Linked DNA regions of Mus musculus: regions 2, 3 and 4 are each linked to region 1. A link is a contact called in public Hi-C and promoter capture Hi-C data. All regions are on one chromosome and are shown on one strand. The core of a region is the stretch at or near the end of the contact, and the rest is flanking DNA. Distances in the headings are between cores, read along the strand shown.

Region 1 (6,739 bases), core at 3,651-6,150:
CTAAGTGATAAAAAGCCTGGGAGGAAAACCCTCAGACCGTCATTTCATTTCTGCAACATATCCAGAATGTGGGCATTGAAACATACAGCAGTGTTGCCAGAGGCTTGGGTGGGGTGGGTAGAGATGGGAGTGTCTCTTAGGTATGAGGTCTCTTTTGTGGGTAATAAAAATGTCCTAAAATCTGTTGTGGTAACAGTTACCCAACTCTGCGGCATACTTATGCGCTGGATTTTACATACGCTTTCAATGTGAACGTTGCATGAATCATCTCAACTAGGCAGTGCTGGGGTGAGATGAAGCGAACTCCTGGAAGGCACGCTGCCAAGGGTTCTGAACATTACGGACCTGTGCAGCCACTTACAGAAAACACAAGGGCAGTGGTTCTCAGCCTTCCTAGCGCTGTGACCCCTGAATACAGTTCCTCGTGTCCTCCTGGTGACCCCAACCATACAATTCTTTTTGTTGCTTCTTCATTACTGGAATTTTGCTACTGTTAGGAACTGTAATGTAAATATCTGTGTTTCTCGATGGTCTTAAGTGACCCCCAGTGAAAGGGTCACTCAACCTCCCCCAAGGGGTCTTGACCCACACAGGTTGAGAGCCACCATACTAAAAGGAAGACAGATTAGCATCAAGTCATGTGTGCATAAATGTTTGTTTGTTTGTTTGTTTGTTTAGTTAGGTTTTTAAAGATGAGGTCTCTTGTAATCTTGGTTGTCCTGGATTTGTCACCCATAAGTTGAGAGCCATCCCACTAAGGGAAGACAGATTAGAACCAAGTCATGTGTGCATGAAATGATTTTTTAATTAATTAATTTATTTATTTATTTTAAGATGAGGTCTCTCTGTGTCAGCTTGGTTGTAGTGGACTTGCTCTGTAGACCAGGCTGACCTCAGAGTTACTGAGATCTACCTGCCGATGTCTCCCAAGTGCTAGAATTAAAGGCATGCGCCGCCACCACCAGGCCTGTGCATGAAACATTGTACAAGGCTCTCATGGCTAAATATTCATTTAGATTTTTTCTTTTCTTTTCTTTTCTTTTTTTAATTCAAGCCACGTAAATGTGTTGACTATTACAAATTACCTTTATAAAAATCACCTGTTTTACCCTCAGTCTGAGCTAGTTCTCCACACTTACACTTCTGGTCTACACAATAATACTTGGCCATCTGGGCACAGGGGCCCACAATGAGCTACTGAGTTAGACTCTCCCTCCATACAGATGATAGCAAAGGAGATCTAAAGGGTTGGCTCTCTAGTCTGGCGTTACAGATGAAGCACCCACCAAGGAGCTAGACTAGATTCTGCGCTCACACGCTGAGGCTACTATGGCTGCCATAGATGAAGTATTCTATTACTGTTTCCCTTAAGCAACACGCCTTTTAAATAAGTAAGCTAAAATGTTCATAAAATAATAAGGGTTTTTTTTTTTTGCAAATGCACTTTGAAATAAATTTTTTTTAAAAAACTACCTAAGATTCTATCATAAACCTCAATTTTGGAAGTCCTGATCTGTGGGGGAAAATGCATAATTAACTCTTGGGGCCTGGGTTTCCACCCTGGTACCTCAGAAAATGCAATTTATTTCCATTTTGGTTTTTATGTATATGAGAGGGATTTGAATCCTTGGGCACCCTTGTCTAGGCCCATAGTAATGGCTCTGTATCATCCACTCCAGGATATGTGCTGCCCGGGTCAGGTGAATACAGAAAGGCTGTTTATCACTACGGGAATTCTTCAACCTCTGTGGAACTCAGTTTTCTCATGAAAGGAATGAGAGGATTAAGTCTCAGATTGTAGCCGGCTGACTGCTCCGTCCTGATTGGTCTAAAGTCTCGGGGTCAGCTGCTGTCACCAGGGCAACTGGTGTTTCCAGTCATTGTCATCTCCTCTGAGATGACTGGTTTCTCACATAGACTTTTTATCTTAACAAACACCGTTTCACATCTTGCATTTTAAACCCAAGTAGGAAACAGTGACGTGATTACTGCTGGAAGGAATGGATGCTATCACCATGGCCACCGAACACATGCTAAACGGTATGGTCAGGGTTATAAAGAACACTTACGAAATGATGGGTAGTTTCCAGAAATTCCACCCCTGGAATTTACTCAAAGGAAAATAAGCGAAGTTGCTGCCAGCTCTTTGGATTCACAGAACTGTTTATTATAGCAAAGAACAGTTAAGAACATAAATCCCCAGCTAATAGGGATCCAAGGTACGGTGCTTGATTCGCATGCACAGAGCTTGAGATTCCGTTTCTGGCACTGGAAAAAAATGGATTAGTCGATATCGGGCAAAATATAAATGTCTTGTTCAGTCTTGGTGAAATTAAATCTGAGATGATATATAAGCATGCTCACAACTCATGAGGATACAAAGCACTAACAGAAAGGGGAAAGAGAACACCAAAGGGTTAATCCACGATCTCCAGGTGAGGCCAGTCTATGCAGGATGTCAGTTCTCCTGTATTCTTCCCTCTATCCCTCCTCCCTTCTCTCCTTCATTCGTTCGTTACTTTGTTCCTTTCTTCCTTCCTTACGATTTAGTATCAGAAAACATGAAGCACTTTTTCAGAATTTGTTTTCGGGTTTGTTTTGGTTTGCTTACGATTACATCTCATTTGCTTGATTCTGTGGGAAATATCTAATCCATTCACAAATATTTATTGAGGATATATTCTCAATATATAGAGAGAATATAGGCTATATTCTCAATATAAATTTGCAAAAGTCCTACACAGGACCGGCCAGACATCACTTAGTAAAGACTACTCTACCTGATAAACCATTAACATCTGTGGGAACAATCTCACGATGCCTCCCAAGCTTTGTGTTCTGCCCTTACTAAGGGATTGTTGTTATTTCTTTGAAGAACAAGTGACCCCGACATCCCAGGACCTGCAGGATTTCAAGTATCAACTAGCTGAGTGAGCATCCCAAGGGACCTGGCTGGGGCTTCCCTCTGAGATCTGTAACTTTTCCCAGCTGAACAAAGACCTAGCTGCCTGTGTGGACCTTGAACTCTGAACTGCAAAGACTTCTCTCACGAACTTTATTTAGTTCTCCTAGCAGAGCCAGAGCATCCGCAATTCCAACCCTGATGAAACTGAGTCAGGAGGATTACTCCAAATTCAAGACTAGCCAGAGCAACTGTCTGAGACCCTGTTAAAACAAAACAAAACAAAAAACCTACTTCCAATAATGAATCTTCAAAGTTTGTATTAAGAAAGTATTTGTCTTTCTGTGTCATAAAAATGAACTGAGCATTAAAACTGCCGAGTGGGTGGCTGAACAACTTTGTGTGTTCAGCTCCTTGGTCTCTGTAGTCTCTGTCCATGTTTCAGAGATGCAGTCCTGGGCACCCTGAGGCTTAACAGGGGTTAACGTGTAGCAAGAAACATTGTTTCTTCATTTTTCAGAAATGTATTTAAATACCCTTTCATTTACTCTTTTCAAATGTTCTGTGTTTTCCTACCCATGAGCATTCTTTGCCACCCACAGTCAGGCCAGCTCTGAGTCGGTATGCAGGTCACCCCTAAAGACTTCTACTGTACTTTGGATAGCAGCAAAGTCTTCAGGACTTGGGACTGTTTGCAGTAACTCGCATTGCAATCTGTTGCACTAAGAACATTTAGCAAGAGTCAAATAACCTTTCGATAAACTTTAATTAACTGCAGCCTTTATTATTTCTTAAGGTCGACATTAGAAGAAAACGAAAACATGCTTGAGGGGTGCAGAGGATCGAGCCAAAGAAACTGAAAACTGTGGGTTTTCACACACCCCCACCCCCACGCACACACTTGAATATCAGTGTCTTTTAAACAAACAAAAAACACCCTTTCCTAGAAACTAGCTATACACCCGCCAGGAGGGAGTGGAGAGGTAAATAAATCGCGGTAGATTCAGCAGACACAGGGTAAGCAGTGCAGTGCGGAACCGGACAACGTCTCCATATGGGATGGCAGGCTGAATGCAGTGTGCGAAAACACTGATGTGGAGTAAGTAGATGGTAACTTGATACACTGAGGTTGTAAGAAGGAGCTTTACACAAAGACATTTCCAGAAGGAGATAGACTGTTTCTCTCCGAGGTTCTGGGCTGAGGTAGGGACTAAGAGAAAACTTTGCTTTTTACTTTATACATTTCTGTCTTCCCTCCTCTCCCTGGCCTTTACTTTCTTTTTTTTAAAACCTTGAACAGGTATTATTTCTGTGTAAATAAGCTTCAAATGAATTTTCAAAATAGGCACTAGTTTGAAATTGAAGGTCAACACTATTGTGGAGAAACACATCTAGTGCAAGCTTTTAAAAAATAGTTTACAGCTGTTAGTTGGCTGGCGCCTGGAATCCCAGCACTCACTAGGGAGGCTGAGACAGGAGGATGTCAAACTTAAGTTAAAGTTATCCTTGAATACATCGAATGACACTGTCCCAAAAAATAAATTTAAAAATGCTTTTCTTAAAATAGAACTTACCACAAACCCACCCTTTGTAAAGTGTTGGCTAGATTTTTTGTGCTGAGTTAGAAGACTTTGGAAGGAGAAACACAGCAATCGTTTATGTAACTGTTACAAGGACAACTTTAGTGACTAAGAAATGTCTGGGGGCATCAAAATCTAAGCCAACTTTGTGACTGCAATGAAAATAAGTAATACTTGACCTTGCAGAGAGAAAGGTCAGAATTACAAGATCCCACGGAGCTTACCATGGGCGGGAGGGGGGGGTGTAGGGAAAAAAAAAAAAAAGAAGCTAGCCCTGGCAGAGCCAAAGCCTGCCTTCTGCATACAAGGACACGTGGAGAGACAGGCACAGCTCCCCCCGGCTGGACCCCCACCGCAGCTGCCAGCTGTGTCGAATGAGCTTCTAAAAACAAAGCCAAGGGCTTTCCTTCAGTCTTTGAACTTCCTAGTCCTTTCCTTCCCCCTCCCCCATCTACCCGAAGCTGCCCACGGAGGCCAGAGGATTCGGGGCGCAACGGCTCTTTCCCCAGGCGAGGTCGGGGAGCGCTGCACCCGCGTCGCAGGACCCTCGACCCCGGCCCGCAAAGCCCCGCCGGGACGATCGCACGCCGCCAGCCCTCGGTCTCAGCTCCCACCTGTGCCCTGCAGCATGTTCTGGCGGAGCAGGTCCCCGCTGGAGAGGTGCTTCAGCTCGAAGTGTTTGGTGATGCGTGACGACACGGTGCCCTTGCCGGAGCCCGGGGCCCCCATGATCACGGCGCGCAGCAGCCGCCCCGACGCCCCCATGGTGGCTGGCGGTGGTCCGAGCTGCGCAGACGCTGGTCTGTGGCCTGGCCTGCGCGCTCACAGGCTCCGCGGCCCTGGAGGGCTGGCAGCTGCAAGCGGGCGGTGGCCAGGACGCCCGGCTCTCCCGGAAGTGAGCGACGGCCACCGGGGCCGCCCCGCCGGCTGCTGCACCGCCCCTCCGCGCCCCTGCACCCCACTCCCTTGAGCTCCACCCGGCGCCTCTTGGCATCCCCAGACCCTCGTGCCCTGTGCTGCCTGGTCCCAGCCTGCAGGCTGCGCCCGTCTGCATTCTCCCCAGTGGACAACCTCTGAGCACCCCGTTCTACTTCTAGTCTCCCGCTGGCACCTCTGAGTGCCTGGATTTCATTTTTTTCCCCCCTCTGTGTTCACCTTTTTCACCCTTAGTCTTTTCTAAGAGCCAAGTTCTGTCCTGCTCAGACCCAACAGGAAGCAGCATGCCCCCGTGTTGTGTCCCCTCGGCCCCTCTGGTTCACCAGGTGTTCCCCACCTTTTCACACCAATCCTCCCTTGACCTTCTTCCCTCTGCCTTTTCACCCCATTTCCTTCTCCTCCAGGGGTGACCTGGAACCCTCCTCACAGAAGCTTTCATCAAGTGAAGTATGTGTCTCATCTCCCTGAATCCACTTTCAGAACCAAAAGTAGCTGTCACCGTTAACTTCCGCAGAGGTCAAACATACTAGCTCCTTCAGAAATGCATTCATTTCAGGAAGAGCTACCCAGTGCCTACTGTGTGCCACTGTACTTAGAGGCCTCCGAGAATGCTATGCTGAACAAACCCGAGTTTCTACTGCTGTCCGTTTGTTTTCTTGCTTGTTTGTCCAGGGGTGGAAGTAAGGCTTTTTGAAACAGTACTGTGAATAAAAACAATAACAAACCAGCAGGCAGCAGTGATAGACGTCTTTAAACCCCGCACCCAGGTAGAGGCAGGCAGATCTCAGGATTCCTGGCCAGCCTGATCTACAGAGCGAGTTCCAGGACAGCATGGGCTACACAGAGAAACCCTGTCTTGAAAAACCAAACAACAACTAACCAGAAGGTGTGGGAGGGAGCAGTGATGCCCTGGCGTGGGCTCTGAAAACTGAAGTACAGAGAGGGAGAGTGAGGTACGAACGGATGCAGAAGAGAAGCGATTGAGTCTTATTTTATCTGTAAAATGGACGCAGGAGATTGGTGTGGAGTAGAACGGTGTGTGGATTGCCTGTACAAGACCAACTACAAAGTGCTCCGTAAACGTTGCCCACTGTCCGCCTGATACGGTTTCCTTGTGCCGGGCACCGGGAAAACAGAAAAGTGTCTCTAAAGGAAACACCATGTGTGCCCCCTCAAAGGCTGCCAAATGACTGGTTCAGAACTACTTGCTGTTTCCAAGTAATTATTTCGGGGGTGATGGAGAGGGTAGCAAGGTAGGTTTGCTTGCTCAGAGAGAAGACGTGGTCTCCGTGGCAAGGTGAGGCAGACATCCCTGTACTTA
Region 2 (6,408 bases), core at 2,494-4,993, 880 kb before region 1:
GCTTTACCAGCTGGTGTGTGTGTGTGTGTGTGTGTGTGTGTGTGTTTTGGAGGGACAAGTAGCTACTGAGTCCAATATTATTTAGTTGCTTCTTTGTTGCCCATTCATTGGATGATGGTCAATTTTGCCATTTCCAGATTCATCAGTTCTACACAGAGAATAGTCAATCATAAGTATTGTATTGCATCCAACAGGTGACAGACACCTGGGAGAATGGGATAAATTTTTTAAATCCATAGGTCTTATCTCGTTTTGGGCTGAGGGAATAAGCACTTAGTAGTATATGCCAAAATTCAGGCCTGTTCATAGAATCGTATGTTTCATGTAGTCCTTCCAGCAGGAGTACAGTGGAGTTTAGGTTATTTTGAGAGTGACTGGATGTTTTTAAAGAGGCTTATAAAGCAAAGATGTAGAAACTGGGTGAGTTTCTGCCTTGTGAGAGGAGAGAAAGAGCCCAGGAGGCAAAGACTGCAGCTGCTAACTGCTAAGAGTGCATAGTAGACCCGCCCTCTGTGTTCTGTTAACATGCAACAACAATGAACCAAGATGATTGAGAATCTTGACTGTATCAGTGGACTAGAAGCACAGCTCAGGGTTAGATTGCTTGCCCAACATGAGTAAGGATCTGGCTTCGAGTTCTAGCAGAAGTTGGTAAGGAGCCATTATTACATGTCAAAGAGCAGTCATGTAGTCTAGGGCTTACATGAGAAGAAGAGAAATGGAAAGAGGGATTACCAGAAGAGCTTGGCTAAAGCCAAGCACCGTGGAGGCAACATGTTAGCGCTCTTAAATAACCACAAGGACCAGCAAGAAACAAGTTCAGCTTGGAAAGGTTCTGTTGGAAGTTCTCAGTAGGAAGATTAAAATCAGGAAAGTACCTCCCGTGAATTCCTCTCCTTAGTACTCTCTCACAGAAGTTCGAACAGAGGCCATATGACCATGTGATGGATTGTGACATATACAGGATTCCCGTAATGATCAGATGTTGTATTAGATAACTCCAAGAAGTTCTTAGCTAAATTCTATGGAATCAATATAACACGTAGATGGGAAGCATTCATAAACGTACATTAAATTCAGATCTAAATCGGTTATGAAGCAACTGCATACTACTACCCTGTTTTGTCTAAGTTTACTGAAAGTTATACAAAATTAGAGTGGAAAATAAGACAACTTCTTCCTCTTTCACCCTGCTGCTCTGCATCTTCCATCATTCTTGTCCAAAACCAATGAGTAAGAGTGAACTTCAAAACTCACTACTGGTCTTTTTACCCAGTTTTGAAGGACATATTAAATGTGACTAAGCAGGGCTGACAAGATGACTTAGCATGTAAAGTGCTTGCTGCCAAGCCTGAAGAACTCTGTTCTATCCCTGAGATATAAACTGTGGAAGGACAGAATTGCCTCCTGTGAGTTGTCCTTTGACCATCAACAAAGCAGCATGGCATGCATACACACACACACACACACACAAAGTAGCAAAAAGCTTAATGTAATTAAATGCAATTACTGGCCAAAACTCTAAAATAACAAGTTTATTGGGATACTTATTATTTGGTTAATAAGTAATTAACCAAAGTATTGAGTAATGAGTCCTTGAATAATGAGGACTTTCTATTTTAATGTTATACTTGGGTAGTTAAGAAACTAATACAAATTATATATATGTATAGTATATTAGTACTTATCTTGTATATATAAAAATATGTAAAAAATAATTATATATATATGTAAATTCACATCGACCTTGAACATTTACCATACACTAAGTACTATGCTAGAAGAATTTAATGTTTTATTTCACATAATACAAACCTATAAAATTTTAATTTCTAGTTATAAATCATAAAACCTGGAGAGTATAAGTAATTTACAAGTACTTAGTGATATAGGGCTTTCATGTAATCCAAGACTATCTGACTCCAAGACCTTTGCTATTTACCCTAATAACATGCCATGCTTCAAGGTTTTTATCAATGTGTTTTTAATGGATTATCATCATTAATGGAAGAGAAAGGCAGAGAGCAAAAGAATAGCTTTTTCTGGTCAGCTTAACATAAATCAGGTTTGAGGCTTCCTGGAGTGCAGAATGGCTGCATCTTCATGGGTTTCTCAGCACCTATACATATAAACTAAGATGTTTTCACACTGCAAGTCATTGAATCCCTTGAGTCAATGGACTTAGATCAGTGATAATCCAGATTCAACCTTCAGATCAGCAAAATCAGAATCAGTTGGGACCCTGGGCCAATGAGGTTGCTCAGTTGGTAAAAACACTTGCTGCCAAGCGATGACCTGAGTTCAATCCCCAGGACCTACATGACAGAAAGCTTGAATTGCCTGTTGTAGGTTGTCCTTGGACAGCCACACAGAAGCTGTGGTAGGCATGTGCACACATACGAATCGACAGAAACCTGGCTCTCAGGTCTCTTTCAGGTGATTCTGAAGAGCAGAAAACTTTGTAAACCGTGGCTGACTTAGTCTGTGAAGAAACTGATTTTCTCGGGAAGCAGAAAGGCAGGATGTGTCGGGGTACAACAGGAATGACCTCATCCAGTTTCTCCTCTAATGGCCTCCTTACTTCTGTCCATTTGAACAGGTTACCTTTGCTAAAGCTGCCTTGCCACGTGGCCATATCCGCCAGAGACAGAAAATGGCCTGTCTGTTCTTTCCCGGTAGCCTTGCCAAAAGCTTCACCCATGTTTCAACTTTCAAAATGCTGTTACCCGACCAGCTCTTCAGTCAGTTACTGAAACAGAGTGGGACCAGTGTGGCTGGCTGAAACTCTTGAAAACACAGCAGTTTCTCTGATCAGGCCAAAGATGAAGACTGCTGAATCCAGGAAGGTCTAAGGAGGGAAAACTGCAGAGCAAGGAGGTGTTGCATAGAAACAGACAGGGCATAGTCACCAGCAAACATGTTGGTCGACACTACAGTGAATCCTTCTACTCCATGAGGACACCATCTTGGACCACGAAGACTTGATTTCATAAACCGATCATTGTAGATGATTAGCCTTGGGAAGCTTCAGGTCAGTGTCAACAACCAAGAACCGCAACATTTTCCCATTTTGATGACTATGATCTAACATTTCAAAGAAGCTGAGGGTAATAATATATTAAAGAGGCATTCAGCTGCATTCAGCCAGAGATCTGTTGCATCTATTTTAGTTAAATGTTCTAGATTTTTACACCAGAGCTCTGGAGTAATTATAATTAAAAGGACACAAAACTGGGAGTAAAATATGTATTTCCCTTCTACAAGTCTTTGTGCTTCTTCAAATGGAAGGTGTTTCTTAAGAAAGTAAATTCTCTTCGTTGCTATCTTTGCTATAGCAAAAAAACAAACCAAACAAACAAGCAAAAAAAAACCAAACCAAACCAACAACAACAACAACAAACCACCTTGAATTTTAAATAATGACTTTTTAAAAGAGAGGAACTCTGAAGTGATGGACAAATTGCTTTGATCAGTGCTTTGCCGATCAGTGCCCACAGTTGGTTGGAGACAGGTAGGGATACATCAAACACTTAATTTTTGCTTGACTAGCACACGAAGCTATTAGCCGGGAAGATTCGTAATTACCGAATCCTCTACTCAATCAGACATGAATGCCACACAGCTCTGCAACTGTTTAGCTGGAATATGGAACTGATCTCATCAGATGGAGGAAACTGTAGCTCAGATCCATAACAGACGAGAAAATATTCACACGGCCTGCGTTTCATTGTGGGTCTGTGCTCCAGCCTTCTCCAGCTCTCTCGCTGCTTGAGTCTTTCAATTAACTGCTTGCCTCATTTATATTCTACATCTGATCAAACACCAAAAAAATGTGGATTAGTCACATTCCTACATAAATTTGAACATTATGTAACAAGTGTCCCAGCAGTTTAAGAACAACTCTCGATGTGGTATTTTGGAAAGAGCCCTGGGCTGGAACACTGAAGCTCACACTGGCTCCGTCAACTCCACCTCAAGTCTGCCTGGGAATTTGTGCTGATCCATTCCCTTTACACACCTGGACCCTAGATTTCTGGGGCAAATGTAGGGGGCTGGCGTTCGTTGTTTTTGGACTCCCTATCTGTTCTATTGTCCCAAACATAGGATGATTGGCTTCTGAGGCAGACTGGCATAGTGTGAAAAACCCTTTCCTTCACATCTCAGCTCAGCTACTTATTAACTGTGTGACCTTGGGCAAATTATTGAAAATCTCTGAAAGTGTTTTCTCATGGGTAGAGAAAGATAATATCAACCTCGCTCTCGGTTGTTACAAGCTTGAGAAAATACACCGGGCACATCTAGCAAGGCTGGTGCTATATTAATAGCATAATTGAAAAGAAAAGGAAGAAAGACACCCTCTTTTCTTTTCTAATTTTCTCTAAACATCTTGGAGCAAGAGAGAAAAAAAAGTAAAAAAATAAAAGGCGCTGAGCTGAAGAGATGGCTCGGCCATTAAGAATACTTGTCGCACTTGCAGAAGACCAACTTCAGTGCCCAGCACTTAGGCCATGGTTCACAACCACCTGTAACTCCAGTTTCAGGGATTTCCCCTGCCCTTCTCTAGGACCCATGGGCACCAGGTTTGCACATGGTTCATGTGTATACATGCAGGCAAAGTACTCATACATATAACATTTAAAGACTCTCTAAAAAACTGAAGATAAATAAATAAATGGATGGGTGGATGGATGGTTCTGTCAAAGACTTTTGACTCCACTTTTGGCCCACTCATTCATTAAGCCCTTGCTATTTAGAAATTGGTAAGCTGGGCGTGGTGGCTCATGCCTTTAATCCATGACTCCAAAGTTTCTGCCTCTGAAGATACTGATCTTTCTCTATCTTTAACTTGTGTGTGTGTGTGTGTGTGTTTAATTTTACTTTGACCTTGATCCTTTCTCCAACATACCTAATAAGATCATTTAGTGCCCAGATTACATTCTATTCAAAACAGGTTCTAGAACAGGGCGGCAAATAACAGGTGATCAAAACTAAGTTGCTGACCTCGCAGAAAAGCCAGTCATGACCAGCTCCATCCTCACCCTCAGAAGCCTGTGTTTCTCACAAATGTTTCTATAGTAATAACTGACATTTATGGAGCTAACTTGATTGCCATTTGAGTGTGAGGCACTAGTCCAAACATTTATTCGGTATCGACTGGCATAGTCCAGTTAGCCAGCTCAAAGCGTCATACATCAATCGAGGATGTAAGTTAAGGAGTCCGTGTCCTCCTTAACTATGCCTTTCAAATGAAAATAGCCACAGCCATCCCTCGAGGTGAGTGAAAATGAGGAGACCAGATGGAAAGGAAGGAGGAAGAGACCCTAGGATGAGGGACCTTGTCTCAGGCTCTGAGAGGCCCTATCTCTAGAGGGCCAATCAGCGGTCCTGCACTTGGCCCCTCCAGAGAAACAAGCTAACAATAAAAAACAAAGAGGCATTATTGTCCAGAGGAGGTTTAGGTTCAGAGCAGAGCTAGACAGTAGGGGATGGAGAGTTTCTATATTGCATCTTTGATCCTCCTACAACCCCAAACCTTCCTACCATCCATGTCCTTAACCAAAGTAGCACAGTTGTCACAACTGATGAGAACAGTCACCTCACAGTCCTGGAGACTTTCCCTGTGTCCTAGGATCCTCTCTTGCTGCTGGGTATTACAGGTCTGTCTAGACAAGCACATGTATTTGCCATTGTGTTCTTGCATACAGAGAGTCTTACATACCTCCTGTACCCTACGCATTCATCCCTGTGTCCTCCAAACTCCATTCTTGTGGAGAGTGGCAGCCTGAGTCACAGGTTAAAGTCATAGGATAACATATGCATTGGCACCATCAGTTACAGCATGCATGTGCATGTAAGATCTATAAGCCTATGTGTTTGGTGGGTGAAGCATGGAAGGAAGGTAGGAAGGAAGGAAGGAAGGAAGGAAGGAAGGAAGGAAGGAAGGAAGGAAGGAAGGAAGGAAGGAAGGTAGGAAGGAAGGAAAAAGAAAGAAAGAAAGAAAGAAAGAAAGAAAGAAAGAAAGAAAGGACAAGAGAGAGACAGAGACAGACAGAGAGAGAGAGAGAGAGAGAGAGAGAGAGAGAGAGAGAGAGAGAGAGAGAGAGAGATCATCATGGGGGCCTGTTAGACAATATCATGTAAAAGAGCCATTTTAAAAACTAACCATACATGTAAGAAATTTGGTAGGAGCACGGCCCCGAGTACAGGGAGTTATGGAAGTCTACAGTGTTGGTCTTATGGTATCTGGATATCCATGATTTGGGGAGCACTTGGTTGGTGGGATCAAGGTGGAATTCCATGTATCCTACAATGGGCTGACAGTCCTGAACTGGGTACTGAAGGATTGTTCTCTCTTAATTGAATTTTCAAGTCACAGACTTTTTAGTTTGAGTAGCCAATTATGTAATT
Region 3 (7,040 bases), core at 2,344-4,843, 520 kb after region 1:
GAAAATATCACATGGAGAAGGAATGGGATACTTTACAGATATCTTTAACGGAGTTTTAAAAGCATTAGGTCACTGATTTCAACTGACCAGATAGCAAATGTCATTGTTTATCAACCAGTAACCATAAATGGTTGCTTTCAACCTTTATGGTACATTTTAGGAAGTCTTTCAACTTCTGTATCTGCTGCTTTCAGCAAAGATACACCTGCAATATCTAAGTCAAGGGCATGGAACAGTACCTGATGTAAGAATGTAGCTATGCAATAGCTTAAGTTATACAAGTTGAATACATAGGCAATCCAAGACAAGTAAGGATGGTTGTTCAGTTGTTCTCTTAAAGGCAGGTAAAATAAACAGACTCTGAGTAAACAGTAGGCTAGCAGTCTTAACTCTTAGGTGATGTCAAGATATACTATTAACTTGGGCTGTGAGGAGAAATTCTAGTCTTTTAGAATGTTAAGAGATATTCTCAGAATATTATATCACCAGAAGAAAGAACATAGAAAAGGGTAATGTTTAAAAATGACCAAATTTTAATTTATATACACATGAAATTATCAAAAACAAAAGTGTACTCAGACACAGTAACATAAAATTGTAATATATGCATTTTGAGAGGTGGAGACATAATAGCACAGGTTTTAAACTGTCATGGGTTGCATAGTGAGATCACCTCAACTCACTCACTCACTCACTCACTTTCTCTCTCTCTCTCTCACACACACACACACACACACACACACACACACACACTCAGGGGAGGGGCAAAGCTTTTGAGATACAAAGGTAAAAAAAATTACTTTGAGGGCTGGAGAGATGGCTCTGTGGTTAAGAGCACTGACTGTTCTTCCAGAGGTCCTGAGTTCAATTCCCAGCAACCAGATGCTGGCTCACAACCATCTGTGATGGGATCAAATGCCCTTTTCTGGTGTGTCTGAGGACAGCTATAGTACATAAATAAATATTTTTTAAAAACGTTAAAAAAATGCTTTGAGCATGTGTGACATGATTTTTCTTACATACAAGAGAAAACTATAGCATTCGCTCAGGTTCCCACCATGACTGTCTCTGAAGTGCATAGTTTTAAAGTGACCGGCCTCTCAGGAGTCTCCATTTTATTTAACTTGGGGCTTTCTCTAAGGTTAGCTTGTTATCAGAATCTCCAAAGATTACATTCTTTTTTCCTTTTTCCTGAGTCTTCCAGCACTATTTGAAGCTTAAGTACTACTTTTTAAAGTAAAATTAGCTTTAAAAACACTTAGACTTGGCGAATGTCCTCGGACAGTGACCACAGAGTGCATGATTACCACTTTCAATGTGACTCTGGTAAATTAGTCTCTCATTTTCTTTTTAAAGATCGTTGTTACATTAACCTTAATGGTTGAGTATCAACCTGCTTAGCCTGCCAGACATAGAAAGACGCAAATATTCCTGGTTACCACAGCAGCAAGATGACAATACACTACCATCTAGCTTATCTAGGGGGGTGGGGGGAGAAAAAAAAAGAAATCCACAAACAAAAAGAAAGCAAAGCAGGTTTCTGAGCAGCAAAGTAAAGTGATTTCTCACAAACATTAGAAACTTCAAAAGCTATTGTAGTGTTAACAAATTGAATTGCAGGGTGGGAGGTGATTAGAAAGAGAAGTGATGTGATATAAGCAGGACAGTTGTTGTCAAAATTGATAGCTGCCACAAAAGATAGTGTGTTGGTTAGGTTTATGTCAACTTCACACAAGCTAGAGTCGTCTCGGAAGGAGGACTCTCAGTTGAAAGAATGCCTGGGAAGAGTGGCCTTTAGGCAAATCTGTGTAGAGCATTTTCTTGGTTAATGATCGATGTGAAAGAGCCCAGCCTATTGTAGCTGGTACAGAAGAAAGTAGGCTGAGCAAGACATGAGAAAGCCAATATGCACCTTCCTTCATGGCCCCTGCATTAGTTCCTGCTTTCAGGTTCCTGCCCTGGGTTCCTTGCCTGACTTTCTTCAATGATGGCTGTGATGTGGAAGTAGAAGCAAAGTGAACCCTTTCTTCCCCAGGCTGCTTTAGGTCACAGTCTTTCTCATAGCAATAAAACCCTGAGTAGACCCATAACTGTCAAGTCCCTACACAGGCGAAGAGTTGTAGTCTGCTGATAGCATGTGCAGATGAGGAATCCAAGACACTTCTGTAGTCCTCTTAGGAGGTGTGTGCTCAGTTTCCTGACATTGGCCTACCTATTCTTGTGCGGCCACTAATCACCATGGATTTAAATACACACACCATTTGTTATTTAGTGCCAAGTCATTTGTGAAATAACCAAATACATCCCTGAATCTGACGTTAATCCTGAAGAAAAGCCACAGACTAGGAATCAAAGATAAGGTGTGAGGTAAGGTGAAATAAATGAACAGTTTCGACCATATAGTACTGCGTATGGAATGAAACATTGCTTCTGTAATTTCCTAGGTAGGAAAGCACTCTTAGTCATTTTAAACAAAATTGGTTCTCTTGAGAGTTCAACTTAATTCTCCCCTTCCCTCCCCTTTTCTCCCTTCCTCCTTTCCTCCATCTGCTTTTTACTCTCAGCCCCCCAACACAAGTTAAATTACTCAAGCTTCCATATATCTAGTTGGTATATAAATGTATCTACTGTGATAGAATTCAAGTTTGACTTTCATTTTTAAATCTATAAAATGAGCACATAGTCTGTAAATTGGTTATATTTATTTAATTGAATGCCTATTAGGTACAGATTGGGGGAAAAAATAAATATCTTTGTCTTAACCTTGTGCTATTTCTCTTAGAGGAAGTCCACAAATGAAGGGGATACCTCATTTTAAGGAAGAACATTGTGCCCCAGCATTGAATTTAGAAATGAAGAAAATACTGGATTTGCAAGCACCCATTATGAGGTATGGTATGCTGGTTAAGTTTGAGATTTTCTGACCACAAAAGACCATGTAGTTGATTAAATCATATGACAAACAAGAAAATTGTTTGCATTTCAAAATGTATAAATTAACTGTTTGATTGTATGGAATGATAACATACTAAAAGATTCAAATAAAATCATGTATGAGAAGAAAAGAGGGAGCTGTCGCTCTCTGCAGCCTCCATGTGTTTCTTGGAAGTACGAGTACACTTGAAGGAGTGTTAAGCTTTCTGATTGCAGTGTGAGTAGATGTCGTGTGACAAGGCAGTAAGAACTACTAAAGCACAGAACTCTATTCTCAATGTTTTTTTTTTTTTTCAGTTTCACTTTACTATCTTAAGTGCTTCATGGCTGGCCTTTTATTTATTACCGTCCTTCCCTCTGCATACATGATTTTTGTGAACAGTACACAGCTGTGAAAACAAATGAGGCTCAATCTTTAAGAGACTTTCCAGATACACTGTTGGTTAAAGAGCAAGGTGTATACAGTGGTAAGAATGCTTGGTCTTAAATGGTATTAGAAGTTTGTTGTCTAGAAGAGTACATAAGTTAGTGGGACAGGTTTAGGGAAAAGTTTTTTTATTAGGTACCTTTCAGACGTATTAAGCCATGGACCAGGAAGATGTAGGTAAAAGTGCTTGCTTCCAAACCTAATGAGTTACTTCCCCAGTGCCCACGTGGTAGGAATGAAGAATTGATTCCCAAGGTTGGCCTCTGCCCTTCAAACATGCACCGTGGCATGTCCAAGCACCCACACCCCAGATAAATAAATAAAAGTGTAACAATTTTAAAAACAAAAAGACTGAGCATATTACTGTAGTATGGAGCTATTGGACTATATAAAAATGTAATTCCAACATTTTAAAAGACCTCTCTGATTTATAGTTCAAACGAAGGGCATCTTTCACCATTTTGTTGTTGTTGTTAAACCACCACTCACTAGAACAAACAGCAGAGTTGACATTTGAGCCGTGAGCTGTTGTCATTCCCTTGTGTAGTCTGTGCTCTTATCCTTTAGTCTCCGAGTGGAGAAGAAAGTCTTTGTTACTTGCTTAAATGAGATTAAACTGAAACATTTTAGTTTAGTATGTTCACTGTGTTGATCAAAGGTTACTGATCACTTCAGATTTTATTTGCTCATGATAAAAGCCCTTTTTAAAGAATGCAACTTGAAGTAGCTCAGTGTGTAAGAGTGTTTGCCTCATACGCATGATACCCAAGTACAAATACTCTACCCCACATAAAAATATGTGTGGAATCACAGCCAAGCCTGTAACTCTAGTGCTGACGTGGGCAGAAGGATTGCTAGGGACTGCTGGCTGCCAGCCTAGCTCCAGTTCTGTGGAAGACCCTTTCTCAGGGGAGTGAGGTACAGTGTGATAGAGCAGTATACTCCTTGGCCGCCATATGTGTGAACATAGATGTGCATACACCACACACACGCACACGCACACGCACACAAACACACACACACACACACACACTATTAAAGTTAGAAGACTTGATGCAGAAGGAATTTTGAATGTATGTGGGCACCAAACAAGGCAGGACAATACAACTTGGTTTTATGGCTCCACCTGGTGGTAAAGCCATGTAGCACATGGAAACAGGATAGAAAGTCTTTACAAAAAGAATGTCTGGACCGGGAGGGGACTCAATAGTAGAGCATGTTTTCACCATGCTCATGGCCCAGAGTTCTAATTCTGGCACCACCAAAGGGAAGGGAGGAATTGCTTCCAAATTTTATGACATTGCTGGATAGTTTATGTGAACCTGACACAAGCTAAAGTCATCTGAGAAGGGAAAATGCTTCCATAAAAAAGGCTTGTAGACAGTCTATAAAGTGTTTTTCTTAATTAGTGATTGATGGGGTAGGGCCCAGCCTGTGTGAGTAGTGCCACCCTTGGGTTGGTTGTCCTGGGTTCTATAAGAAAGCAGGCTGAACAAGCCATAAGGAGCAAGCCAGTAAGCAGCACCCCTCCATGGCCTCTGCACGAACTCCTGCCTCCAGGTTCCTGCCCTGTTTGAATTCCTATCCTGACTTCTCTGATGATGAACAGTGATTTTGAAGTGTGAGCCAAATAAACCCTTTCCTCCTCAACTTGCTTTTTGGTCATAGTGTTTCATAGAAGCAATAGAAACTCTAACTAAGACAATGGCTTCCACCTGTATAAGAGTAGGGTTCTGCAAGTTTAGATGGTTGGCAATCTCAGTTTTCTCTCAAACATCCAAAGAAAGAATTACATTTTAAACACCATTAGCTGGTCAAATACATACTTCTTGGAAATTCCCTATCCCTATTAACACTTGTAAATAAGAGAGAAGACACTAAAAGACTATACAATCAGCTATTTTCTACTATCACAACCAATGTAATCAATTAAAATTAGGAATAATGGTTATCTTCTTGCATATAGGAGCAAAAGTACTGTCACCTTTTCTTTTTGATCAAATAAAAAGTAAAGATTATTGTTAAGTATCCATCTTTCATTATTACTTGAATATAGAGCATGTTTAAAAGATAAATATTTGTAATTATGAGTTTTAATAATTGGTTAATCAGAAATACTATTCTATTTCAAATTAGATGTGACAGAATGTGATGCATCCATGATATTCCTTATTTACCATATTAATAAAATCCTTTAGAACTCAGTCAGAAACCTAAATTGAAAAATACCCATGTTTGAGAAATGTGAGGCATGGTGGGGCATCATTTTGGGTATATGCCCAAGAGTAGTATAGCTGGGTCTTCAGGTAGATATATTTCCAATTATCTGAGGAACCTCCAGATTGATTTCCAGAGTGAATGTACCAGTTTGCAATCCCACCAGCAATGGAGGAGTGTTCCTCTTTCTCCAAATCCTCACCAACATGTATTGTTACCTGAGTTTTTTATCTTAGCTATTCTGATTGGTGCAAGGTGGAATCTCAGGGTCATTTTGATTTGCATTTCCCTGATGACTAAAGACTTTGAACATTTCTTTAAATGCTTCTCAACATTCAAGATTATGTTGTTATAAATTCTGTTTTGTTCTACACCCCATTTTTTTGATTGGTTTGTTTGGTTTCTTGGAGGTTAGCTTCTTGAGTTCTTTATATATTTTGGATATTAACCCTCTATCGGATGTGAGGTTAGTGAAGATTTTCTTTCCCAATATGTAGGTTGCCAGTTTGTCCTATTGGCCATGTCCTATGCTTTTCAAAAGAAGCTTTCCAGTTTCATGAGGTTCCACTTATCAATTCTTGATCTTAGAGCCTAAGCCATTGGAGTTCTGTTTAGGAAATTTCCCACTGTGCCAGTGTAACTTTTATATGTACTTAAAACTAAGGATGATATTCAGAACATTTTAAAAACCAGTACAGCATGAAAAGACCTAATTTGTTGGGCTTGACATTTATCCTAAAATTAATTGAGAGTGGCAATTGGGTAGCTTGGGACAAAGCCCATTTTTCAACATTTTGAAGAACTATTCATTAACGATGGACACCAGCCATTGTTCAACAAGTTGTTTACTTTTAATTGAGGTAAATAGAGTATCTTATGTAGATTCTCCTGGGGGGGGGGGCGGGAGTGACATCTGTTGCTCTCCATCATATTCCTTTTTTTAAAAAAAGATTTATTTACTTATTTTGTATATGTGTACACTGTAGCTGTCTTCAGACACACCAGAAAAGGGCATCGGATTCATTACAGTTGGTTGTGAGCCACCATGTGGTTCCTGGAAATTGAACTCAGGACTTGTAGAAGAGCAGTCCATGCTCTTAACCATTGAACCATCTCTCTATCGCCCCACCCCACCCCCCTTTTTTAATGGTTTCTCTAGAGGGTTTCTTTGTGTAACCTTGGCTGTTCTAGAACTTACTCTGTAGATCAGCCTGGCCTCAAATTCAGAGAAATTTACCTGCCTCTGCCTCCCAAGTGCTGGGATCGAAGGCATGCATCGCTACTACTTGGCTCCATCACATTATTTTGAGATGGGGTCACTCACTAAACCTGGAGCCCAGTGATTTGTTTAGCCTGGCTGGCTGGCCAGCTGACGTGGGAGCTGTGCCTATGCATGTCCCCAGCACTCCAGTGCTAGATCTCAGATACATGCTACTACACCTAGCCTTTTATGTGGGCACCA
Region 4 (6,587 bases), core at 2,800-5,299, 770 kb after region 1:
GTTCTAGTCTGTCAGATTCTTTCAGTGTTAAATGTCTCCTCAGTACCTCCTCCACACCCATGAATGTTTCAGTTCTAGATAAATTCTTTTAAACCAGTTTGGTTAAGGAGATTTAAAAGTTCTCATAACTCTCAGCTGGATACTTTAGGAACTGTTTTTAGACATGCTATAACCACTTTTCAGGAGTACCATATGAAAAGGTTCACTTATATTGTAGAAAACAACTCCTACAACCACTGCCATACCTTGACACACTCAGTTCTAGCATCCGTCCCTCACTGTAACAAACACAGTATTACCAAGGAAGAACAAGTCTGCCACTGTATTCTTCACCCTCAATTCCAGAAATGTTTAACCTGGAAGTCTCCCTTTCTTTGTGAGCTTTTTTGCATCTTGTGACAGTCACAGACATCTTGGCACAAAATATACCGTCTGCCCAGCATCAATAGGTCAGACAAATAACAATTTATACATTTCACACTAAATAGGGGGAAGGTGACAAATAACTCTAGGACAACTGGAAGCACAGGTTACAACCACAGTTTAAGAAGTGACACGTGCAAAGTAAACAGGAGACCTTAACACTAATCCTGGAGAAACATAGAAGTATGAACTGCTTAGCAGAGAGAAATGGTATATCTCTCATTTGTAATGAATCCACTCACGACACGTTGTAGCTACTTTTATGATAGATGGTATTAAACTGCTTCAAGCAAAACTGAGTAACTCATGTAAAGCTTCCTGCTGCTCATCATCGAGTTGAGATGTGCATTCCAACCACAATTCTTCAGAAGTCTGTATCTGACGGACAACATTAGCTAGGCGTTTGGCACAGGGGTCTTCATGGCTAATAGTTTCATTAATTTTTCCTTCTGCGATTATACTGATGATTTTGGGAAGATTGGAATTATTTGGACCAATCACAACTGGGTGGTTGCTTTCAATTAGGTCACAGAGAAAATTCAAAGTCTGAATAGCTTCTTCTTTATCTTCATGCAGCGGAAGCCACGATAACCAGTGTGGGAGAACTTCATCCACATTTACACAGTTGGGCTTAAACTTCAGAATCTTTCCGATTGCTGAGATACAGTTCTCTGTAGCAATCACATTCTTTTTGGTTTTGGAATTTGCACACTTAATAACTTTTACCAAGAGTGGAACGGCTTCTGAACACAAGGAACGGTAGTCATCTCCACCAAACTGTGCCATGACTCCCAGTCCATAAGCAGCAGCTTGTCTGACTTCAGGGTTGTTGTCTCGCATATTGAGAAGCATCGGCCACCGGAAATACTCAACATACTTGAATGAGGTTGGACTGCAATGCTCTATGATGTCATCAAATATGCATAGTCCCCATTGTCTGTCTGGCCATGGCCTACTTGAACAAATTAGATTTACAATTAGTGGGAGTAGCTGCTCAAACCATGGCAAAATTTTTTCCTTGTAAGTACTAAATAATGAGTGCAAAATATCTGATACTTTGGTCAGAATATAAACATCACATTCATCCTCATCTTGAAGAGACATTTCAACCTGTTGGTCATAATTTTCTTCTTGCCTTTTTACTTGCCGTAACTCTTGGTTTTTAAAGTGCCCTTCAAGTTTTGCCTTCAAAATTCCTCCCAGTTCTTCCAAGTGTTCATCGTTGAGGCAACCATCTCCCATGACCTCAATGGACTTGGCAAAAGAATTCATTATTTCTGAGAGTACATCTGTATCAGGTTCAGTTCCAATTGCCTTGATTAAGGGATCACATATAAACTGCCACATCTGTGAAAGATACTCTGAGCCACGAATTCTTGCACATTCCAAGAGAAAGGGCATGGCTTCCGCAGCTGCCACTCGAACATTGTCATGAAAATAAAATTTCAGCAGAGGAACCATCATCTTCACAACTTGTTCCGTGTATTCCACAAATCCTTCTCTTAACTCCTTCGCATAGTAAACCAACATCTGGCAAGCAGTTGCTTTTGCTTCAAGTCCTGAAGTTTTGATGCCAAAGCTTTGCTGGTCTCCGAGGTTTACAAACTGCCAGCCATCGTCGTCACTCATGTTCTCCACATCCTGTGTGTCTAAGAGAGCGACATCAGGCTTAGCTGAAGCAGTCTTGATAAGTGGCTCAATAACCAGTGGGAGATATTGCTCAAAGTCTTTGCCAAGGATTTTACACATTCTAGCCCAGGCTGAAACCATGTAAGAAGTCTGAGGGTCATCATCTTCCATGTTATTTAAGTCTGATTGTGTTTTCAACAGTAACTGCATCACATTTGATGCATCTTGCATAAATTTTTCCTTCCCAACGGCAAGTCCAACATGGCTAATGCATTCAATAGTTTTTCCTCGAAGAAGCTTGAGTTCCTTTTGAACAGCGAGCTCAACAACGTGTTTGAGTGAGGGCATAAATATATCATAATATGGAATAAAGCTTTCTTCTATTGCATCTGCAACGGAAGCAATGGTTGTCACAAGTTGTTCTAAGGCCAACTTAGTTCCATTCCGAATCAGCTCTTGAAGTTTAATTACCAAGATGGAATGGAGACTTTTTACCATATTTTCCAAATATAGAATTAGCAATGACTTGGGGCAGTCTTCAATAAAAATAACAAGAGCAGAAGCTGCGTGAGATTGCACACGTTGATTACCTTGGTTTTCCATGGTTCGCAACAAAGCTGTAATCACTATCTCATGGAATTTCTTTTGGAAACTAGGTGCAAAATCTGTAGCCATCTGTCCAAGTGTAGTACAGGCAGCAGCCCTTACCCTTGGATGAGGATCCTGAAGAAAAAGTAAAACCGAGTTAACTGTTTCATCTAGAATTGGTTCCATTTGCTGATGGCAACCTTCTCCAATGGCTGATAAGGCCATTAATCCGGCGTGTCGACATTTCCAGTCAGGGCTCTGAAGCATCTGCATGATATGCTCCTTGGTCATTGGCAAAACAACTTTCCCACCAAGTCCACAAGCCAGTCTGTCTAGGGCACTCTCAGCAGCAACCGCATTGCTGTCAAAGTCATCTTCTTCCATTTCATCAGCATTTACCCAGTCATCATCATCTTGAAGATCAACCATCATTGCTAATATATGAGGCACAGCCTGTGCAATAATATTCGTATGCTTTTTCAACATTGGAGTTGCAGTTTCAGATAAGGTGACTATTACTTCCAGAGCCAGCTGGCGTTGCAGGTTACTAAGCCTAGAGTCTCCACACAACTTCAGGCTCAACTGCAGAGTATCTTCTAGATAGGGACCCAAGTACTTAGGTACAGTATCTGCAATCTCAACAAGGGATTCTAGCACAGAATCATCATCCTGGTAGCAGGAATCATTCACAGCCTGTAAGATCCCAGGAAGCAAATCCGCAAAGTCTTTGAAAAGAGCAATATTGTTTTCATTAGCAAGGACGAACGTAGCTGCAGCTCTAGCAGATAATGTCCTGATTGCTGGATGCTCCTGATCTTGAATACACTGGTCCAACAACCTCTTGATGATATCCAAATCGTGACGATCCTGGTTCCCAAAAATCCCAGGAAAGTGCCAGAAAACGTGAAGTGCAACTTCCCACAGAACCACATTTTTAGAGTGAATCGAATCAATGAGGAATTTCAGACCTTCTGGCCAATGGTTAGTGCCACTCTCATCTATCAAATTCCTGGCCAGCACCGCAAAAATATCACAAAGCTTTTTCCTCATGCTAGCATGTGTTTCTAACTTAACGGCCAGTATCAGTTCAATCTTGACATCCCTCTGCACTTCAGGAGGTAGATTTGGATAGACCTCCTCAAACCCTGAGGACAAAAGCCGTCGTAGCAGTGCGGCAGCCATTTGTCTCACCTCATAACCTGCTCTTCTATTTCGGACGGCGTCTAAGAGAAATGTAGTCTTACACAGACCTGGGATATTCTCATAGACCTCCTCGGCTTGCCTCCGCACCATGCAGCTTGGATTGATCAGGTTCTTCAGAAGCTGGTAAAACTCCTGCTTTTCCGACACGGTCGCCGGCAACCCTGCAGACCCGGCCGCCGCCATCGCGTCCTGTCAAAGCTACCGCGACCGGGAAGGAGGGAGGGAGTCTGCGGCTGGGAGCGGTGACGTCAGTGAGGCGACGCCGGGGATGGGCGGGGCGCTGCTCCCACTCTCCGCTGCGGCGGGGTGAAGCTGGCAGGCGGGGGTCTGGGTTTTACAGGGTGGACGGAGCTGAGTGCGTTTTAGGGGTATCGTCCTGTTCTCCGACCGATGTGCTCCTGTAGAGGCTGGAAGGAGATGGGGAGAAATTCGCTCCGCAAGTCTACATACTGTATGATGCCGTTATTGTTTGTAAAAGACCTCGAATAAGCACCTCTAGACGAACTTTAATTAGCACCTGCTATGGAGTGAGGGAGGAGGGAAGAATGGAGTATAACTGCTGTCCGGGGATTTCTTTTTGAGGGTTGGTAAAAATGTTCTGCAGTTGATAGTGATGATGGTTCCCCCAATGTCATGCCGTTCTACTAAGAACTACCGAATTATACAATTTAAATTGTTAACTGGGTATAGTGAGTAAAACCATAATAAAACTACTTGCAAAATAAACTCAATCAAAGGTTAATGATTTCCTCCCCGTTGCCACACCCAAAGAAGTAGAACCCGAGATGTTCAAACTCGGGCGTACATCCCAATCTCTTGTCCTGTGGATTCTAACAGAGTGGGAAAGACAAATGAGTAAGGTGGGAGGTGATCTGGAGTAATGATAATGAAGCTTCTTGAATCCTGGTCTTCTATATACATTACTTTTGTATTTTTGTTACTCAAGATTTTCCTTATGTGTTTCTAAACTGTAATATGACAGTTCAGTTATTAGAATCCTAATTACCCATGAATAGGAAGCTGCAAAGATTACCCTAAGAACAAATTCCCCAAGGCTATGTATTTTTAATGTAGGCAGATGAGTTATTTAAAACCATAATTATAAGGTGTAACAGTCTGAGATCAGATCTTCCTCTCTGCCAGCCATTGTCACACTCATTTCAGCCCTAGGTAATTCTGTAAGGCTGATAAAGGCAGACAAAGCACTACTTTAAACCAAGAAATGAAGAGCCAGAGAGGCTGAGGCTCACAGCAGATGAGTCTAAATTCTACCTAGTCTTAAGGCAGTGGCACCTTTTGTCACCACAGAACATCCCCTATAGCCGCTGTTGCTTTTGCAACGTCATCAGAGACCTTCATTTATTGTGTTCTGTCTTAAACTTTGCCAAGAAATCTGAATTTCAGTCTTGTGAAATTCTGCTGCATATACACACAAAATGGAGAAAGTCTAGTTTCACATTAACAAGTTGACTGACCAAATAGGTGGTCTCATAAATTAATTTGTAATATGAAACTAGTCTCTGAACAGTGTTTCTCATTTGGTGAACCATTTCAAGGCCATTTAGGGTGTTTATTTTAAAATACAGATGTTAGGACCAGCTTCCAAATTACTGTACTAGATTTCTGAGAACTGTAACCCAAACATGCATAATTAATAAGCACAGAGAGATTTTATATAAATACCTAAACTTTATAATTATGGATCAAATCAATTCTTGTTTTGATTCTAAAATCTTACCTACAGTGCTTCATCTTGTACCAGACTCACTGCTCTTCTTACTGCTCCTAGAAAAAGTTTGGCTGCAAAGCCTCTGCATCTGCAGTTTTAGGAAATGTTAACGAATGCTGGAGAAATGCTTTCCCTACAGCTGCATCCGTTAGCATACTAAGGGCTTATTAAAACCACAGCAAGATCCAGTGACAATCCTCTGTAGTGTTTGGAACGTAAATGACTGACAGTGCCAAGGCCTGTGCAAATGTGGAACACCGGGAAGCTTGGCTATATTATATGGGAGTATATATAAATTAGTACAGCTTGCAACAATAGTTGAAATGCTGTTAAGATTGTTCAGTCATCGAGCCACCAGCCAGGAGCATACATGGGCTGGTCCAAGGCCCCTGGCATGTATGTAGCAGAGGTTTGCCTGGTCTGGACTCAGTGGCAGAATATGCACTAAATCCTCGAGAGACTTGGGGCCCCAGAAAAGGGGGAGGTTTGCAGGGGCCAGGGAGAAGCACCCTCTCAGAGGTAAGGGGGAGGAAGAATGAGATGAGGAACTGTGAGGGGGGGACCAAGTGGGGGACAATGACTGGAATGTAAATAGAATAATTTTTAAAGAGATTGTTCAGTTGTACATTTATTCCACCAGAAAATATTCACTGGAGCTTTATCAATCATAGTGCTGGACACAAAAAATATATCTATATCTATATCTATCTATCTATATACATATACATATACACATACATATGCATATGTATATATATATATATGTATATATACATATATATATGTGTATATATATATATATACATATATATATATATACATATGAGAGGAGCTTGGAAATGGCTCAGTTGATAAAGTTCCTGCTATGTGAAGAGGATGACTACCTGAGTTTGGATCCCAGTACCCATGGAAAAGCTGAGCACCCCGTTGCACATATATAACCCCACACAGCACTGTGTGGGAGCAGGAAGAAACAGGCAGATCTCTAGAGCAAAATGGCCAGCCTAGCCAAATT

Evidence for each region. Promoter capture Hi-C pulls out the DNA fragments that hold promoters and counts their contacts. Hi-C and Micro-C count contacts between places; a contact is called where the count stands out from the background.
Region 2: a promoter capture Hi-C map of hippocampal neurons shows a contact between it and region 1, with 2.9 times the contacts expected there. A contact is called at or near these places in 6 of 39 promoter capture datasets (the 3T3-L1 cell line, embryonic stem cells, frontonasal cranial neural crest and 2 more) and 1 of 130 datasets of targeted methods (embryonic stem cells).
Region 3: a contact with region 1 is called in a Hi-C map of liver, with 1.9 times the contacts expected there. A contact is called at or near these places in 11 of 39 promoter capture datasets (the 3T3-L1 cell line, 3T3-L1-derived adipocytes, the C10 cell line and 7 more), 1 of 484 Hi-C or Micro-C datasets (liver), 4 of 130 datasets of targeted methods (bone marrow-derived macrophages, large pre-B cells, pro-B cells and 1 more) and 4 of 9 other capture datasets (adipose tissue, liver, macrophages and 1 more).
Region 4: a contact with region 1 is called in a promoter capture Hi-C map of pre-B cells, with 2.5 times the contacts expected there. A contact is called at or near these places in 7 of 39 promoter capture datasets (3T3-L1-derived adipocytes, the C10 cell line, the HPC-7 cell line and 3 more), 2 of 484 Hi-C or Micro-C datasets (the C10 cell line and pre-B cells) and 3 of 130 datasets of targeted methods (large pre-B cells, memory CD8 T cells and pancreatic cancer cells).

The regions. Positions count from the first base shown.
Region 1 is chr19:29,042,583-29,049,321 of GRCm38.p6, forward strand. 1700018L02Rik (RIKEN cDNA 1700018L02 gene) reads left to right here and starts at 4,901. Exons shown (of 1, transcript NR_028360.1): 1 at 4,901-6,147. Ak3 (adenylate kinase 3) reads right to left here and starts at 5,379. Exons shown (of 5, transcript NM_021299.2): 1 at 5,097-5,379. The coding sequence starts at 5,247.
Region 2 is chr19:28,168,153-28,174,560 of GRCm38.p6, forward strand. No RefSeq gene overlaps it. Among named protein-coding and RNA genes, the nearest start is that of Rfx3, 160 kb to the left of the region's middle.
Region 3 is chr19:29,559,203-29,566,242 of GRCm38.p6, forward strand. It overlaps Ric1 (RAB6A GEF complex partner 1), which reads left to right. Exons shown (of 26, transcript NM_001081319.1): 4 at 2,783-2,890. Among named protein-coding and RNA genes, the nearest start is that of Ric1, 40 kb to the left of the region's middle.
Region 4 is chr19:29,808,925-29,815,511 of GRCm38.p6, forward strand. It overlaps Ranbp6 (RAN binding protein 6), which reads right to left and starts at 4,050. Exons shown (of 1, transcript NM_177721.4): 1 at 1-4,050. The coding sequence starts at 4,026. The coding sequence ends at 709.